Linked DNA regions of Arabidopsis thaliana: region 2 is linked to region 1. The links are chromatin contacts, called in public capture Hi-C maps. All regions are on one chromosome and are shown on one strand. The core of a region is the stretch at or near the end of the contact, and the rest is flanking DNA. Distances in the headings are between cores, read along the strand shown. Region 1 holds the start of ANAC026 (NAC (No apical meristem) domain transcriptional regulator superfamily protein). Region 2 holds the start of NRPD1A (nuclear RNA polymerase D1A).

The links. Capture Hi-C pulls out chosen DNA fragments and counts their contacts.
Region 2: a capture Hi-C map of seedling shows a contact between it and region 1, with 2.0 times the contacts expected there. A contact is called at or near these places in 1 of 26 Hi-C or Micro-C datasets (callus) and 1 of 3 other capture datasets (seedling).

Annotation. Positions count from the first base shown.
Region 1 is chr1:23,217,913-23,220,612 of TAIR10.1, reverse strand. It overlaps ANAC026 (NAC (No apical meristem) domain transcriptional regulator superfamily protein), which reads left to right and starts at 1,404. Exons shown (of 4, transcript NM_001334050.1): 1 at 1,404-1,850; 2 at 2,668-2,700. The coding sequence starts at 2,697. It overlaps AT1G08553 (a long non-coding RNA gene), which reads left to right and starts at 1,220. Exons shown (of 1, transcript NR_139451.1): 1 at 1,220-1,551.
Region 2 is chr1:23,361,308-23,364,007 of TAIR10.1, reverse strand. It overlaps NRPD1A (nuclear RNA polymerase D1A), which reads left to right and starts at 1,419. Exons shown (of 19, transcript NM_001334061.1): 1 at 1,419-1,704.

The DNA of each region.
Region 1 (2,700 bases), core at 155-2,654:
ATACATGTTTTATATTTATTTTCATTTTTGATTTAGCGCCATTAACTCATGAACCTTTTTATTTGTATTATCAGTTCATCATATATAATACTATAATAGGTTGAGTTTTAGAAAACAACTGAAATTCTGTCACAAATGTCTAGATGAAGCTGATATTAGTTAGATTTTTTTATTTTTGTTGTTGTTGTTAATTTCCCTAGAACATTGGATGAAAGAATTTCGATAAAGATTTATACTCCCTCTGTTTCATATTAGTTGTAGTTTAAGGTTTTTTTCACACAAATTAAGAAGTCATAAAAATCTCATTTAATCTACCTCTTTTATATAAAAACATCATTTATTATAACCAATTCAACCAATAAAAAAATAGATGATTAAATATAATTGGTTAAAGAATACTAAATATATTTATTATTTGCATAGAAAGTTGAAAACAACACTTAAATTGAAAAAAAATAAAAACCCTTAAGCTACATTTATATAGAAACAGAGGGAGTATTGAGTTGCAATAGAGTATGGGGTGAATTAAAGTTGAAAATTTAAGCGTATGCAAAATTTGCTTTCACCTATGAAAATAAATTGAAACCTACTCTACTCTTTTAACAGAAGACAATTAATATTAATGATTTTTTTTTGTTAACATCTAATATTGATGATTTAAACTTTCAAATAAAATGTGTGTTGTTAATGTTGTTATATATGGGTCATAAATTTCACAAATAAGAACGGGAAAACGGGATGAGACCCACATGACCGAACAGCAAATTGTGAGATTAATGATCGAAGCCTATCTCACGCCAGACCATCAGCCGCCACGTCAACACATTCCAATTGTTGGCGGGCCCTTGATTCCATTAATAGTGGCTCCAATTCCACATCTGATTTTTTCATCTATATATATTATTTTGTTTCGTGTTTTTATGTTTTGTTTTGTTTTGTTTTATAATAATTTGGCTAAACTGGATGGTAATTAAGTCTCATGCAAAGTAAAAAGAACATACGAAAGTCTCAATATAGTTATGCGATGTTTATCGAGGATTCTTAGACACTCATGTTAACATTTAGACTACGAATTTGGACCGTAGAACATGACTGAGTTAAGTCTTACAGAAATCTATGAACTTACTTTTGAAGATGCCAAAGGACAAAATGTTCAAAGAGAATATGTGTCCCATATATATAACGGTATTTAAAAAAGAAAAAAGAAGATATTTTAAACTTTGGACCGTCTCCATCAAGGGCTGGTGGGTGGTAATGGATCGGAGGTTGCCGCTCTCTTTCTCTATCAAAATCTTGCTTTAGTACCAAAACCTTATTCGCCTCTCTTTTCTCCCGAAGCTTTTGCAACAATTTAAGTCTCTCTATCTCACTCGGGGTTATTAAAAGACATAGACTATGATTGAGAAGGACAGAGAGAGAGAGAGACAAAGTAGTATAGATTATTAGGACACGGTTGTACACTTTTTCATGTGTCTTCTTCTCTCTTTTTCTTATTCTTATTCATCATCATCACCGTCTGATCTTCTTTATTAACCCTACTCTCTTTCTCTTCTCCCATCCTCTCTCTCAATATCTCTGACTCTTGGGATCCGATCTCTTTCCGGTGGCTATACATCCCGATGATAACTGTCAAATCTTTTCCATATGCATAACATCTCCTTTTAGGGTTCTATCTATCTCTTTCTTTAGTTCTGATCGTACTTTATAGTGCATATCGTGAAGTATTCGATCTTTCCAAGTACAAGGGAAAGATTCAATAGAACCTAGCTAGTCACATACAATAACTCAATTCCGGAGCTTTTTGAAGGGGTTGAGTTGAATCAGCCTGTTTTTGAGTTTTTTTTTTTGAGGTATAGACCCTAACTTCCTTTGAAGATTCTACTCCATCTTTGATCCTCTTCTGTATCTCTATGTTTTTGGATATATTTACTATTTTTATTTTCTTGATAATTGTTGATTTTTTAAAATTATAATTAACATCATTATCCTACTCAATGTTGCTGATGGTACAAGCTAAGCAAAGTATAATCCTTAATAGACTCGATCGTGGTCTAGGTTTTTCCTTAAGATTTGTTTTTTTTCGATTGGTGATTATAGAATGATCCTATAGATATTTCTCATATTTTCCTTTGACTCTATTTACGGATACTTAAAATGCAATTATCAGTTAATCTAACATATTAATTTATGATTAGTTATACGGGAAATGGTTAATTGGAAACTAGTAGTGATATTTTATTTTATGTATCCTTATTCCATCTTCCAGAGTCCTTTGAATCTAAACTCATTTAATCGGCTTAAATCAACTATCTTTCTTTTTTTCTAAAGATGTATAGATATTTATAGGTTTCTTATTCCCACAAAATACTACACACATGAATGTCTTAAATGATACATATGTGTGTATAAATAAGTCGGAAAGATAACCCTAACTTGTGTCTGGCTAAGTAAAAGAAACGATGCAAATCAATGCTAGATCATATATAAAACAAAATCTTGAAAACGAAAAACTGTTTTTCTTAGTTTCATTGACATTTTTCTTTCTTATTAGTTTGCCGATGCACAGATTTTTTTTTTTCTTAAGTTGATAAATGAAATGAGTTTGTATAACAATTACTTTCATGATCCATAATATAATTAACAGTCGTTATTTCATATTATAAACAGGCTAATCTCGGAAAAACAAAGAATAAAGAATGA
Region 2 (2,700 bases), core at 170-2,669, 140 kb before region 1:
TCATTTTGTTTTAATTTAATTATCATTTTAGCACTTAAATTTAATCTCACAATAATTATCGTTTTTAGTTTTTTAATGCAAATGTTTAATAAAAATGTGAGTATTAATGTCTTGACCAATAATTTTTTTAGAAACTATATTGAACAAGGGTAAAGTAGAAAATTTAATTGTTTTTTTTTATTTTCACTGCAAAAAATCTTAAACGACAAATAATTTTAAACAAAACTATTTTAATAACTAACCACTAAACTAACTATATAACTGTTTTACAAACGAAAGCGTGAACTTCACGTAAACAAAAATTCAATTTCACGCCGCCGACAAAAAACCTTAAACGACAACTAATTTTAAATAGAAGGAGTATATTTTAGTAATAATTATATGTTAAACTGTTTTAATAAATAACCACTAAACTAACTATGTAACTGTTTTACAAACGAAAGCGTGAACTTCACGTAAACAAGAATCTAATTTCACGTCGCCGACAAGAAAAACTGATTTCACTTATATATCTTGATTTATTAATGGACATTCACATACTCTCAAATAAGATTCTAGATCTTATAAATTTTAATCTATTTTTGTCTCAATTAATTTAGTTATTTATCACATTTCGCCTCTTATAAAATTATATGATAATTGTCTAAGCAGCTAACTAATTGTAATTGTTTTTCAAACAAAAAATATATTTTAATTACACATAATTTTTTTATCGAACAAAAATATATTTTAACGAAATATAAATGTTTCGAATCAAAGATAACAAATTTATAGCCTCAACTATACGTAAAACAAAATTTTATTTTACATATCATACTTTGATTGATACTAACACAAACTTCACAAATAAATTCGTATAATTATGTAATTTTAGATTATTTAGAGATTATAACTAGTATTTAGAAAAATCGCAAAATCATATAAGAAAAGAAATGGAATTTGTTTTTGGTTCAAATTATATTTTTTTTTCCCGCTATTCATATTATAGTTATGAACCAAAAATCAAGCTAGAAATAAAAACCACTAGGATTTTTTTTTTTTGCTAAGATGAAAATTTAGTTATACACTTATTTTTATTTATTTAAATATTACATTAAACTAATAAAAAGTATTAATTATTCTAATAACTTTTTGTCAGTTTTAAAATTAGGCCAAAAGTAAAAAACTAATACAGCTAATATAATATACTTAAGGAAGGATATTTCAACTTTTTCTTTTCTTCCCAGTTTCAGAGTTTATACAAATAAGGTAAAATTCGCAGAAACAGAAAATCATAAAGTAATTAAAATAATACAACCGAGGAAGTAAAAAGATTTCCAAAAGGTAAAAGGTGTACTCGTAAAGTAGGTAAATAGAGGTACAGGTCAAGGGGTAGTTTCGGTATTTACACTCTTTCTTCTTCTTTTTTTTTTTTTTTTGGTGTCTCACATTCCAAAGTCCCCATTGGACTTAGAGAAGAGTTTTTTTTTCGTTTTCTCTGCTTTCTCACTTTTTCCCGTTTCCTTTGGGAATACAAACGGCGGCTTCTCAAAAGCCTCCGATTTCGATTTTTTTTTCCTCTCTTTTTTTTTGTTCTTTCTTTAGAGTCTCTTCTTCAACTTCTTCTCCGGCATCTTCCGTCGGAGCTAAGGATCAGAAGTTTTTGTCTGTGCACTGTTTCAATTGGATCATTACATAGTGAGGATTCTCTGTTCGACGAAACGAGTAAGTAACTACATTGTTGTTCTTCCTCAATTCTCTTCTGGTTTTTCTTTCGTTTTTTTTTTTAAAACCTTTTTCGGTAATTTTCTTTTTATCTCTTTGAAACAATTTGAGTTCTTTTTTTTTTTGATTGATCACTGTGTCTGATTCCTTATCACGGTTCTTTTGTTTAAATTTGATCGATCGTTGTCTTTGAACTCCGATTTTGTTTCTATGAACTTTGTTTACTTTGGATGATTGTGAAAAGTTAAGTACTTTGGTTTATGCATGTTCTTATGAGAAATCGATTTCTTTCGTTTAGAGATCATCTTAAGGCGGCGAATGTTTTTGCACTAAGGGTTTGTGTGAGTCCTTTAGAAGAACATTTGGAAAATTTGTCCTTTTTTTTTTTTGGTCAGTGAATTTTTTTTTTTTTAATCCATGAATAGTGTATGTTCAAAGATTGAACCTTTTTGTGTGTATGTTCTGCAGTTTTTTTTCTTTCTTCTTTTTCTGAACATGTATTCTCTTATTTTTTTGGGTTCATGCTAGATTCTATTAGTAAATTCAATTTCGAATCTATAACTTGTTTTTGATAGGCCAGTCACAGAGGAAGATTGTGGTAACACTTTTGTCCCTTAACAAAAGTGTCTGTTTCTCTTTGGTCAATTTTTTGATCAGAGAGAGTTTGCTTTGGTTTTTGTGTTCTGGTCAATGAAATGCTAAAGATTGGTTTTTGTTTCATATTCTGCTGCACATTAGATTTGATGATAGAGGGTACAGATAGAAACTGATCTTTTCGACGATTTATCCGTGAGTTTTAGCTCTGTTTTATGTTACAGAAGTAAGTGTTAATTTTCAATAATGTGTGTTCAAAGTTTGAACTATTTTGTGTGTTCGTCAAATATTTTTGAGCTAGAATCTTCTTCCCTGAACATGTTCTCTCTTTTCTTTGGATATATGCTAGATTCTAAGTGGCCACTCACAGAGATAGTTTGTGAAGTTGTCTGTTTCTCAGTG